2 separate regions of the Ovis aries genome follow, and region 1 is linked to region 2. A link is a contact called in public Hi-C data. All regions are on one chromosome and are shown on one strand. Each heading gives the region's core, a stretch centred on a gene start, on an enhancer-like site or on the middle of the called end of the contact. The rest is flanking DNA. Distances are from core to core; before and after follow the strand shown.

Region 1 (7,079 bases), core at 171-2,670, 43 kb after region 2:
AAATCGGACTTTACTAAATGACTCATTAAAACTGCAAGAAAGACGAACCTCTACTGGCTCCAGAAGATTAAAACAGGAAAAAGATTCAAAAACCTGTTTTCAAACAAAATTTAGCAAATGTGGGAAACATATAAATTCAGTCTGGATGCTTGCAAGACCACCTCCCCTATCGCTCAGGCCAGAAACCGGGCACAGGTATGAGAATTTTGCAAAAACAGCTTTCAAAACTATTTTCCAAAGCGAAACGGTGTGCCTGAAGAGCTTCGGAGTGGAAACCACTTCACGCAGTCTAGTATTCTCCCTGGGTTGCTAACCTCTCCGCCTTTCCCATCCCGCCACTCCCACTTGGCCGCTGCCTCAAGGCAGAGGGCGTTTGTTTACGTGACGTCAGCCATAGTAAGCAGCCCCCGCCCCCGTTTCCCTCTGGCCGCCGCGTTTCCCGCGCCACGGCACTTCTCCCCTTAAAAGGACAATAGAGGCCTCGGGAGCGCGCTCGGCCGCCGGGCCTTTTCCCCTCCCAGCCCTCGACGCGCGCGCGCCCGTATGCAAATAAGTTCGATTCAGGAGAATTTTGTACCGGGAGTCGCGCGTGCGCAGAGGGAAAGCGGAATCTACACCTTCCCCGCCAGCGGTAGCAACTGCAGAACTGCAGGAGACAATCTTTCTAGACAAGGCAGTTGAGGAGGAGGGAGCGATTTGGAGGGGGGGTTGACTTGGCGTGCACTTCGCCCCTCGGGAACGTTATTGCGCGTGGAACGGCTGCTTTTGGAAGGTGAGTAACTCGAACCATTACTGTGGTGCAAAACTGTCTCACGAGGCTTTGATTTCAGAGTGGTTTCTTTTCTCTTTTCACCTCACCTCACTACCTCCCCCAGTCCTTCTACAGACACACGCACACATTTATACACACAGGAAGTTTTGTCTTGGAGATGGCATTTCGGGGAGCGCTGTTTTCGTGATCTTCAGACCCCAGATTCTTTTGTATCTGCATGTTTAGTGTGCCCTTTTGAATTAGGGAGGTTATTTGAGGAAAAGCGAAAGTCTTGGGGTGGGGGAAGTGAACAGAGTCAGGAAAGGGGTGAGGAGTCGCCGGAGTTGAGGGATCCACGTTGAAGGTGACAATGACTTTTCGCAGCCGCAGTGTTCGCTGGCGAAAGGGAGCCCGGTGGCTTAAAGGCCCCAGAGAAAAGGACTTGCTGGTGTTTGCAGAGGGGCCCCGGGTCTGTGCAGCCGCGTGGGCGCGCGCCCGGGAGTGGCCGGGCGCCGTTGTTGGCCCTCGTGGTTTAGTTTCTTGCGGCCCCTCGCGCGTGTTGTCATGAGGGTGGACAATGAACGCCCGTCGCTCGGAAACTAAGTTGCCGCCTACTTGCGAGCTGGAGGGCGGAGGGGGTTTAAATCGGCCTTTCGGGTCGGTGCCGGCGTGGCCATAGTGCACGCGGGTGGCGTTGTCCGCCCAACTCCGGAGGGATGCGGATGCGACAATGAGCAACACGCGGCCGCTCGGAAGCGGCCCCGGCTCTCAAACGCCTCTCCCCGGGCCGCGCCCAGACAGCGCGGGCGTCCGGGGTGTCGGTGGAGCCTCAAGTTTGGTTCGCAAATTTATTCACCTGTAGCGTATAAAGTGGGCGCCGCGGAGCTCTCTAGGGCGACGGTGCGCGCGGCTTAAGATGGCCAGTCGGAGCCGAGTTGACTCCGGGATGGAGGCAGCGGCGTTGTCTGCGCCTGAGGAGTGCGGGAACTCCGGAGGGCACTGCTTTTTGTGGGGAGCGTGACAGACCACGTGCTGGGGCTGCGACCCGGGTTTGGTCCGGGGTCCGACTGAGTGTCTGGCTCGCGGTTAGCCGGGAGATGCGAGCGCTGTCGGGGCTGGCCGGCCGGACAATGTGACTTGCTTGATGATGGCGTCTTGCCAGTTTAAAAAGCAGAGTGAAAGTCGCCAACTCTCGGCCGGTGCGGGGCGGGGGATCCGGGCGTTTCTCATCAAGGACATTGCAAAACTTTGATTAAATGGGCCTACTTCTTGGGGAGGACGGCGGGACCGTCCCCGGACTCCCGGGGCGCAGGGTCCGGACCCTTCCCCTGGGCGATCGTCAAGTGTCTCCCCCTGGGAAACAATCCCACGCCCCTGATGCTGCACGTAGGCAGCGCCCGGCTGGACAGAAAACAAAGAGCTGCATGTGCCGGTGCGGGCCCGGCCGACCCTGGAGGCGGCCGCCTTGCAGGCCGGGCCCTCCTAAGTTCGGGCGAGTTTCGGGAGGGGCTTTTGTCCCTCGGCCCCTCGCGGGGAAACTTTGGCGACGCTACTTGTGCGTGGTGCGGTGCCGGAGCGCGGCGGGGAGGCGGCGTGCTTCCTCGCGGCGGGCGGCCGAGGGGCAGCAGTCGGGGCTTGGCGCTGGAGCCGGGGCGCTGGGTGCCGCGACGGCCGAGGGCCCGGGAGAGAGCGGCCGCGAGGGCTCGGCCCGCTCGCCGGGGCCGGAGCCTGCGTCTGGGAGGTCTGTGGATCCGCCTTTGAAGTCGAACTGTTGCCATGTTTGAATTACGTCAGGGCAAAGCCATGAGGAGGAACAAGCCCCGGCAGCACGGCGTGCGGGAGGCGCGGCCTGCGGGAGGCGCCGGGCCGGCCGGGTGGGCGGGCGCGGGGCCCGTTGTTCCGGCGCAGGTGAGGGAGGCGGCGGAGAGGGAGGCGCTTCCCTCCCGCCGCCACCCCCTCCCCTGCGGGCAGCTCTCCACTGGAACTTTCCTCCCGACCCCAGCTGCTGTATTTACCCACGGGTCCGCCGGGGAGCTGTTCTGTTTGCTGCCTGGGTGTTTCTCTCTCGGCCGTCGCCGCGTGCCCGGGGGGAAGCGCAGCCTGGGGCCACCGCGGAGGACTGGGGTGGGACGGGGAGGCATTTTGCTGCTTTCGGGGAAACTGGCGAGCACCCCTTCCCCCCAGCCGAGCCGCGGCCCCCACGTTCAGGGGACCCAGCCCCGACGACACCCAAAAAGCAACCGCAGGGAACTTCGGGGCTCCCGTTGTCCTACAAAGGGAAGCGAGGACTGTGGGCGAACCGTGCGTGCAGCTCCGGTCTTTGTGTGTTTACGTGCGGGAGGGGGGCCGGCTGTGGCCAGGGCTGTTTTGGTTGGGGTGGTGCTATTTGAGGTGGTCGCGCGGTGCAGAGTTTGTTCTGGTAACTCTGACCCCTACTAGATTTCTTTGTTTTTATTTTCTCGCTCTAATCTTCGATTACTCCAGGCACCCGGAAGACCAAGAATTACTGTGTCACAGCCAGACATGAAATGCTAGACAGTTCTCCCCATCCGTCCTTCCCCACACTCCTCACTCATATTATCCTAAGGAAGGTTAAGAAAAGGTCCCCCTCCCCCCCCGCTTTTCTCCTAATAATTTTTTTAAAAAATGAATTTGACCTTGTCATTAAAAGTACTCAAAGCACCTGTTTTTAAACTGGAGTTTGTCACTCTTGAGCGTTTTCATAATTTATGTTACAAAGCCGAACACGTTTATTAGTTGCTCAATTTAAATAAACTTCTGGGACTGTTTCTGGTGGGCTATGGCATTTAAAGTATTTACGTAATGGTTTGGGCAAGGGGGAATCTTTTGGCCTAAAGGTGTGTTCAGCTCAGTGTTTCTGCGTTATCTTTGTACGACCTTGAAGAAGCTAGCACATAGGAGTTAGGCCTTTCTAGATTTTCTGTGGGGGCTGGGGAGGAAGCTGCCCAGGGGGATGATACAAGGTAACGGCTAGCTGTCTCTGCTAGCTCTTCCTAGTTCCTCTGACTGGGATTGACCTGCTGGTTACCCCTCTTAGATTTTCTTTTCAAGCTAACTTTTTTTTTTTTTTTTGGTATGTGGCCCCAGGCATAGCTCAGAAATTATGCTGGTTTGACACATGGATGCTTCTTTGGTATTTGGGGTTTGCTTGCAGTCTAGACATCCGATAAGCAGCACCGTGTCTGTTGTTTCTTTCCTTATTTCTCCTGTATTTTGATCATGTTTAAGGGTTAGAATCCAAAAGTGGCCTTTACTGAAAAATAAAAATATCCTTTGAGGGCCACGCCCACACATACCAGAATATCCATACAAATTGAAACCAGTTTTGTGCTTTCATTGTTTTGCTATTCAATACACTCTTTTCCCCCAAGTTTTGGTTGACCGAATGACAAATACCTACATGCTGCCAATATTAGTACATTTCTGAAATGGATAGAAAGATCTTGTCAAGAGAATGAGAAACTTCAGATTTAATAACCTTATGGCTTTCCTTTGGGGAGTTATTTCTCTGGGTCAGGTATTTATTAATAAAACGCATATGAGGACCTTTGCCAATACACTGAGATTCTTTAATTTGTTTTCTTAATTAGTATTTCATAGCCGAGTTACAGCTAGATTTCAATGTTCTGAGAAATTTCAAATGTATCTAGAGTTTAAGGCTTTTGTTTTAAATATCATGATATGTGCAGCAGAGATTTGGTTTATCAAGGTAAATGAGTTGAGAGTGGGAAAGACACAGACAAGGTCTCTGCTGCCTTCTCGTTTTGCATTACTTTTGCAAGAGATTGGAGATAAAAAGTTCAATACATAGTATATTCTAGAATCTTGGGTGGGCCTCAAGACTGCTATTGCACAGTACTATTCTGTATATCTGGAACCTGAATGATCAGTTTTTTCTCCAGAGTTGGCAGGCAGACCTTGGGAAAACCTGGCTCATAAGCTCACAGTCAGGCAGATTTATGTCACAAAAGCACTTTGAGAATGATTTTCCATGTAAAATAAGTTTCTCACTGGGAAAAACTTAAAGCTAATTTGAAATGTAGACCAACGTCATAAGCTGTTGCAAGGACAAATTAATTTACCGTGCTAGGCACTTACTGGTTGCTTTAAAAGTATTACATTTTCTTTTTTTTTCCCTAAGCAGTGCTAGGCATATAATTGGCTAGGAAGGAGGGAAGAATATTTGTTGAGACACTAGGTTAGTGTTCAGAAGTCTATGGGGTTGAAAAGATGTGATCCAAAGACGCTTGGTTTCCAAAGACATGATCATCTTAAGCAAGTCACTTTGTAGTCAAATTTTGTCATTTGCAAAATAGCAATAATCATACCTGGTTCTCGGGGGTGTAAATAAGTAAATCATGTGCTTGGTAATACCTGTTGTCCTCACAACTTTGGAAAGTAGATATTTTGCAGAAGACAAAGCAGATTTGGATCAGTTTCCTTGCTGGAATACATAATTTAGTAAATGAGAAGTGGAAAGAATAATTGTTTTTGGCCCCATTCCCCACCTTCAGAAACTGTTTCTGGGAAGACACTGCCTTAAACTCCTGGTTGCCGATCTAATTCTGATTCAACCAGGTAACATCAGAAATTCCAGTGGAAATCTAGAAAATACCATCTTCTTTCTGATTTGTCTACAAGAGTGTCCTGTTATAAACTGAAAATATTTTGTTATCTTTTGGTTCTCCAGTTTCTCTTTTTCAGTTTCCCTTTTAATTGAATTTGCAACTGAGTGGTTTTCTGTATTATGGAAATGCAGCTAATCCAAAAGAAGGGAGTTTATTTTCAAGGGAGAGTTTTCTTTTTGTACTAGAAATATAGAAGTCACAGACACATTTGCTATTACATATTCAAGTACAAAAGTTGCAGTTTAACTAAAATAATTTTTTTAGCTTCATATTTAGTTGTTACCACCTACTATAAGTTTGATTTGGCTTAATGTTATTTTAATTTGGTTGATGTTAATGTATGCTGAGTTTAAATAGCTCTCTTTTTGAGATCCATTTCTACACACATTGTTCTCTTAATCCTCCTTTCCTCTACACATGCCTGCTTGAAATCGGGAAATATTTTTTCTACCAATTGTTACGAAAATGTTGACTTGTTTGCTATTAGTCTTTTCTAATTAAAGTCATTCATTTGGTTTACATTTCTTGGAAATCTTTAAAGCCCACTTTTTTTGTGTGTGGGGGTGCAAAAGTCTAGAAGCTAAATGTTAAAGAAAAATGACATTGTTTAAAACATCAGTTTTTTTTTTTTTTAATGCACGTCTTTATTGTGGATACCATTCCTACTTCATGCCCTTAAAAACACTGTTCGACTCCATTCTGTCTACCCCACACTTCTTAGCAAGTTCCACCCAGTTCTGTATACGATGTACAGTTAGCACCTTGTTGTAATATAAGACTTATTAATAGTTTCTGTCCTGTAACAGTTTATCACTGAGTAGAGGGAGCAATCCCCTGGAGGAAGGCATGGCAGTCCACTCCAGTATTCTTGCCTGGAGAATCTCCATGGACGGAGGAGCCTGGTGGGCTATAATAGTCCATGGGGTTGCAGAGTCAGACACCACTGAGTGACAAGCACAGAGGGAACAATAGCTTAAACAAGTATGTGAAATCCAGTGTGTTTGTTAGGAATGGAAAGGTTTTATAAAAAGATGAAATTCTCAAGTAATTTCTTAGGTTAAGAGGATGAAGGAGAAACCATTTGGACAGAAATAGCAGCCTTAAGCATTGATGTGGCTGGTTATAAGGTTGATTTGACACTCCTGGAATATCAGAATTCTATGTTGGGAGTAGCTGGTAGACAGGACTAGATCCTGAGAAGCTTTGAATTTCTTGCCAAGGAGTTTGGATATTATCCTGATAGCCAAGTGTTGGTACCTTGGAAGGAATATTAATATTTGAACCTTTTAGGATGATACCACCTATTTGAGGGGTGCAGCCTTATAAGTCAGTTATGAGGCTCTGACAGAAGTTCAAACACCATAATGAGGGACAGACAGACAATGGGAATGGAAGGAACATGAACCAGAGAAGTGAAAGAAGCAGATTCTTTAAGGGCTTCATCATGGAGATGGTAGAGATCTTGCAGAAGATGAAGAGGGAGCACCTGGTTGACCTTCAGATTTCTTTATGTGATTGTATGGATTAAAGCCAGGTTAGGTGAACATAAAAAGAATGTGTTTGGAAGAGAAGACTATATAATCAGGAGGACATTTAAAGGTTAGGACTGCCAGTCCTTGTGCTTCAGAGAGCTTTAGGAACTTTCCTGAGATTCGGGTTAGACCAGGTATGTGCTTCCT
Region 2 (6,666 bases), core at 3,272-5,771:
AAATACAGTCCTTAAAACTGATAAATTTGACTAAACAAAAATTAAGAATGTCTGTATGCTTTTTGTTCAAGTTTCAGACATGTATTAATCAAGGTAAACCCTCAACACAATACACAATCATGATTTCATACATTTAAAGGGGAAATATTTCCTGGTTAAATAGAAAATTTTACAAATGGCTTCTGGGAGACCTTCATTCTAAGCAGCTTTATAGTCAAACATTTCATTTAGAAGTCTGGACCTTCTTTCTTCAGCTTACTGTAATCCACATTCACCGAATAGAACTTACATTGATCACTAGGATTCAGTTTCTTCTGGCTTATTCTTTCTGTTCCAACTGATTGAACAATGCCAGATACAAGGCATACAGTGCTGCTACAGTACCTCCAGCTCCAATAAATACAAGGAAAGAAACCCTGTATGTTTCTTGGGCTAACCAAGGAGCATATTTGTGGCAAAGGCCTTTGATCTGAAAGGAGAAGAGAACAAATCTGACAGGCCCCAGACTAAGTAGTCTCTGCCCAAATGTACACTTTTTGGAAGATACTTTTAGAAGAATGCAAAAATAACCCACAGGTTAGGAGAACATTAGCAAATCACATATATGATAAAGGACTTGTATCCAACATACATAAGAACTCCCAAAATGCAATAGAGTCCAACAACAACAAAAAGTGACAACTGATTTGAAAGAATACTTCACCAAAGAAGATATTTTTTGTTTGTGTTAATTGTTCAGTCGTGTCCAACTCTTTGCAACCCCATGGACTACAGCCCACCAGGCTCCTCTGTCCATAGAATTCTCCAGGCAAGAATACTGGAGTGGGTTGCCACTCCCTTCTCCAGGGGATCTTCCCAACCCAGGGATTGAACCCCAGTCTCCAGAATTGCAGACAGATTCTTTACCATCTGACCCACCAGGAAGCCCTCCTGACATATTGATGGCAAAAAGCACACAAAAAGATGCTCAGCATCATTAATTATCTCAGAAATGCAAATTAAAATAAGATACCATTGCACGCCTCTGAGGATGGCTAAAATCAAAAGGACTGGCCAGACCAAATAATGGAAAAGGAAGTAAAATAACTGGAATTTTCATAGACTGCTGACAGCAATGTAAAATAGTGCAACTACATTGGAAAACAGTTTGACAGTTTCTTAAAAACTTTGACATATACCAATAGTATGATCCAGCCATTCTATTAAGAAGTAATTAATTACTGAAGAAATAAAATCATATGTCTACAAAAACACTTGCACATGAATGTTAATCACAGTTTCATTTGTAATAGCCCTAAACTGGAATCAACCATATAATCAACAAATGAGTGGATAAATAATTTGTGGTATATCCATACAATGAAATACTACTCAGAAATAAAAAGCAGTAAACTATTAATACATGCAACAACACAGATGCAAACAATTTTAAAAAAAAGAGCCATGCAAATAACCTGTAGGACAAAAGACAATCAGTTGCTGCTTGGAGAGGGGCCTGGAGGGAGGGGTTGACAGAAGCCCAAGGAGACTTTGGAGGTAACAGATATATTCATAATCTTAATTGCAGTGATAAGTTTCATGAATACATACTCATGTCAAAATTGCATACTTCAAGTATATGAAACTTGTTGAATGTCAATGACACCTCAAGGTTTTCTTAAAAATATATAACTGAAAAGTTGAGAATACACATATAATTAAAATGTGATTTTAAGCAAAGGAAAAACCCAATAACTTGATTTATCAATCATTCCCTTCTACCTCATTCTATAAGCTTCTTAGTTTCATCACTTGTTTATCCACAAGCACTGAAGGCATTGATGCCAAAGGCTAGAAGAGGTCAGGTAAATCTAGACAAACCCAACAAGCACTAGCATAAAGAATTGCAGGCATACAATTGCAGTCACAGTTATACATTCTTTCAAAAAAGACAACCTGCATTTTTGCTTCTAAGTTTCTACTTGGCATGTTGTCATTTCAGTTCAGTTGCTCAGTCGTGTCTGACTCTTTGCAAACCCATGAACCACAGCACGCCAGGCCTCCCTGTCCGTCACCAGCTCCCGGAGTCCACCCAAACCCATGTCCATTGAGTCAGTGATGCCATCCAATCATCTCATCCTCTGTCGTCTGCTTCTCCTCGTGCCCTCAATCTTTCCCAGCATCAGGGTCTTTTCAAATGAGTCAGCTCTTCGCATCATGTGCCCAAACTTTTGGAGTTTCAGCTTCAACATTAGTTCTTCCAATCAACATCCAGGACTGATCTCCTTTAGGATGGACTGGTTGGATCTCCTTGCAATCCAAGGGACTCTCAAGAGTCTTCTCCAACACCACAGTTCAAAAGCATCAATTCTTCGGCGCTCAGCTTTCTTTGTAGTCCAACTCTCACATCCATACATGACTACTGGAAAACCATAGCCTTGACTAGAGAGATCTTTGTTGACAAAGCAATGTCTCTGGCATGTGTCAGTCAGTTCAGTCGCTCAGTCGTGTCCGACTCTTTGCATGCTGTAGTGACTCTTTAATCTTCTTTCCTTAAAACCCTTGCAGGACTGTCCATTAATCCCAAATTACTGTATCATGATCCTACCCAAACTTAACCAAGCCCCTTTCCCCATGGAAAGTTCTGCCTTAGACCAATCTCCAAAACTTCAGTAAATATCCAGTCTCAACCCTTTGCCCTCTGACAGGTTACTAAGACTCTGCCAAGGTAAAGCTCTTCCTTACTGTGCAAGCAATAAACAGAAAGTTTTGATGATAATTCAGGAAGCCAGTGTTCAACATTATTGATTGTGTATTTCCTCTTCTGAGTTATTTTAGTAACCTTTTCCCGTTCATTTTTAATGTGCGGCTTTGACTTATAGTTTAAAAACATTTTGGAGCTATTCTTTGCTCTATATGATGTCAGAATTTTCTCACTTTCCTTTTAGGTTTGGGGATTTTCTGTTGCACAGAAATTTTAAGCTTTCAATTGTTTGAAATTATTAACCATTCCTTTAAAATAAATAAAGTGGTACAGCTTCTGGTGCCATACTGCCTCAGTTCAAATCTCTGCTGCTTACTAGCTGAAGACCCTTGTTTATCACTTAACTCTCTGGGAAACTGGTTTCCTCATCTGTCTCCCCACAGGAATGCAAGCTCCACAAAGGAAGCATTTTTGACTGTTTTGTTAATTGCCGTAGCTCTGGGAACAGTGCCTGACACACAGCGCTCAATAAATATTTATTAAATGAATTAATCTACAAAGCCAGAACAATAATCTTATTTACCTCATAAGGTTGTTATATGAATGAACTAATCCTTGTAAATTTTGGTCTAGAACAATGCCTGGCACACAGTAAGAGTGCAAGAAATGTCAGCTCCCCCATCCCCAATACCAGAATCCTGCCTCTGGGAAGTCTTACCTGAATACCCCTCTCCTCCATGCTCCTTTCTCTCTGTCCACTCCTGCAGGATTTGCATCACTGTTCCCCTTTAGCAGCACCCACATGTCACTTGGAGTTCTTAACCTTTGGGCAGCTGTAAGCCCCTCTGAGAATCCAAGGAGAGCTATAAATACTCCCCCTAGAAAAAAAACACCTATGCATAAGCTACTTTTCAGTACAATTTCAAGGAGCTCATAGAATCTAGATTCCTGAATTATGTAGACCTTAATGTCAAAACTCCATACTGCTTAGTAGCAACAAACCGTAACACGTCACAGGAAATTTCTCAGAGCAGATCTTAAGGGTCAGAGCACAAACTGAGCGAGAGCAGAGCTCCTCTGGGTTGCAAATTTCTTTCTCCTTTGGAAGAGATGAGGATTATTCCTTCCTGACTGTCCTTTCAGAGCTGACCCTTCACCCTAACCGGACAGGGAAAGGCTGTGGGGGCAAATTTCTTTCTCCTTTGGAAGAGATGAGGATTATTCCTTCCTGACTGTCCTTTCAGAGCTGACCCTTCACCCTAACCGGACAGGGAAAGGCTGTGGGGGACGAGGGGCCGGGAGGAAGGGGGTTCTTAGTGAAAGCAGGGGGCTTCAACAGATTCCAAGATGAGCCGTAAACTTCCTAAACTTCGGCCACCCAGTCTCCCGGTTGGTAGTCAACAAATTCTCACCAACGTAATGACCCGAGTTCCAGTCTTCTCAAGCAGTAAAGAGGGGTAAAACGAAGACTGTCTTACTGCCCTCTCGGGAAAAGAGGCAGACTGGGCAGTATGCAAGTGAAGAGCCCTGGACCCTACGACTACCCGCGTAACTTCTATCAATCTTGTAAACTTCCTAAGCCTCCGTTTTGCCCTAAGAATGGGAATTAGCAGAATGAACCTCGTACTTTGGTTGTGAGGTAACTAAACCACCGACACACTGTTTTGCACCTGGAAGCACCCAATAGTTATGAGCTGTTCTTTATTAATATTAAATAACAACTGGAAGGAAGGACGTTGCCTGCTTACCCACCTCGTGGGCCTGGAGTCGGCTCTGAGGCAGGAGAGCGGCGCGCACAGCGCTGGCCTGGGCGGGGCCTGGGCGGGGCCTGCGCAACCTCCCGGCCTCCCCCGACACAGGCCCGCCCACTTCTAGACTTTCGCCCCGCTTCCACGGAGGCGGCCCCTTACCTCGTCGGTGTTCTGGAACTCCCTAGACAGAAGTGCGCAGATCTTCGAGGGGTTCCCTGCCTCCCCCTCCTTTTAGCCAAGGGCTGAGACTTCCTCATCTACGGATGGTTCTGTCAGAGTAAAAAATTACTGGACTCCGAGAAAGATGAAGGCCAGCCTTTTATTTTGATTAGAAACAATCCCGGAGGGGAGAATGGATACATGTATATGTCAGGCTGAATTCCTTCGCTGTTCACCTGAAACTATCACAGCACTTTGTTAACCAGGTTATACCCCAATACAAAATACAAGTTTAAAAAGAAAGAAACAGTCCCAGAGGTGACGTGATTTGCCCAAAGTCGGCAACTTCCTGAAATTAGAAACCAATCGGAAGACTTCCATGTGGGTGTTCTTTCCGCTGTTATCAGGTTACCTCAGAGCCTTAGGATCTGCTTTTGAAAAGGAATGAAGAGGTCGGTTAGGGAAAGCCACTGAAGGAAAAAATACTCGGATTTGGTAACTGCTTATGGCAGGGGTTGAAAGAGTCGGGGGTGATACAGTATGTAATCGGCTTCCCCCCAAAAAACACAGTGTAAATAATTTTAGAATTGTTTTAGCTCATGAATTTTAGTCGAGTGCATCTTCGGGCGGGGAGGGGGGGAACCTAACCTGTTTTATTTACCCAGCCAAGTGCCTAATGCAGAGTACCTAGTAAACGTTTGCCATCTGAATGACCACGTGGCTGGGCGCGCCCCATCCACCATCGAGGTGCTGGAGGGTTTGTGGAGCCAAGCCCCACCTGGGAGGCACGTACGTCTGTCTTTTCCAATTTTTCTCAGTTATGGCTTTGCCCTGAATATTCTTTGTTCATAAATCCTTGGCTGCATCTCTTGATTATTTCCTTAGGATATTTTCCTCGATGTGGGATTACTGTGAAGGGTATGCACACATTTAAGGCTCTAGATTCAGAATCCCTCCAGCCGTGCAAGAATGAGTCAGCTTCCCAGCGAGCTGGTGTGCGGTAGACGACCAGTGAAATTAGGCACCTTCTGCCCCGAGAGGGGAAACCTAAGGGCAACCATTGTTTGGAGCAATTTGACCTGAAGATGTAAACATCTGAGCCTTCCTAGAGAGGCTCCCCCTGGGCCAGGGAGGGGAGCTCTGATTTATGCCTTTCCCTCTGCTACTTTCATTTCCTGATGAGTTAATATTTTAAAACTAATGAAAAACCAATATATGTGTCTTTAAGGACAGCAAGAGAAGGTAGAAGTGGGGAAACTATTTTAAGTTAAAGTCCTGGAGAAAGGGGAGGGGTGAGTGGTGAACTGTGAAACGTTTCCAGAAGATGAGAGGTAAGTCCTTGGGGGTCTGTTGCCAGTCTGGAGGGGCCCAAGGTGGGGTCTAGAGACTTTGTATGTGAAAGGCTGCTCTTTGGTTGTGGAACTTATGAGGACAGTGGTCCCCGAAGGACCTGGAAGGGGCTTTTAAAGCACTTTGGAGGCTCACAGTTAAATCTCCAGGGACAAAGGAAAGCGGTAAGGAAGTGGAGGGAGCCATGCAGCCCAGGCTGCTCTCAGAGTGCTGAGAAGGGAGCTTGTGGTTTTCCCAGAGAAGAGGCAACCAGGAGCCGGGGAGCTTTTCTTGGTTTATTAAACAGTGAGGACTTCCCACCCTGCTAGAGCCAGGAACCAGCCCCAGCTCTTTAGAGGTCCATCAGGTTCTTTTTCAAACCATACGGAGGAGGAGAACTATTTTACAAATGTTTACAGGCAGTTTTATTTACTAAACTAGCTCTCATTTACTCGCAACTAAATTTGTAGTCTTAATTGCCATCATTAGCATTTTTCTTGATAATAAACATACAAGATGTGTTTTATAGTTGATGGGGTTGTTTTTTTTTTAATTAGCTTTGTGGGGGAGTTTATTTTCTTGATTGCTTTAAATTTCCTATTAAAGTCTTAAATTTAACAATCAGCTTCTCACAGTTCAGCAATCTACGAATTTTTCTGTCACTTTAATTCTGAAAGAGCTTAGGCCAAATATGAACCAGCAGTTCTTAGAGGTTTAAATGAGTGATTTCAAAATCTTGTCACA

Evidence for each region. A called contact is a pair of places that touch in the nucleus more often than the background predicts.
Region 1: a Hi-C map of tail adipose tissue shows a contact between it and region 2, with 1.7 times the contacts expected there. The contact joins the promoter of SINHCAF here to the enhancer-like site in region 2. A contact is called at or near these places in 4 of 16 Hi-C or Micro-C datasets (blood, liver, muscle and 1 more).

What each region holds. Positions count from the first base shown.
Region 1 is chr3:184,179,187-184,186,265 of ARS-UI_Ramb_v3.0, forward strand. It overlaps SINHCAF (SIN3-HDAC complex associated factor), which reads left to right and starts at 1,421. Exons shown (of 6, transcript XM_060413238.1): 1 at 1,421-1,589.
Region 2 is chr3:184,133,465-184,140,130 of ARS-UI_Ramb_v3.0, forward strand. It overlaps LOC114114038 (a long non-coding RNA gene), which reads right to left. Exons shown (of 2, transcript XR_003588883.3): 2 at 1-5,024. Among named protein-coding and RNA genes, the nearest start is that of SINHCAF, 44 kb to the right of the region's middle. Within about 2 kb of position 4,522, at least 41 of the 54 cell types and tissues checked have an H3K27ac peak or open chromatin away from gene starts, as enhancers often do. A contact at or near this core is called in liver, muscle and tail adipose tissue, where this site is marked.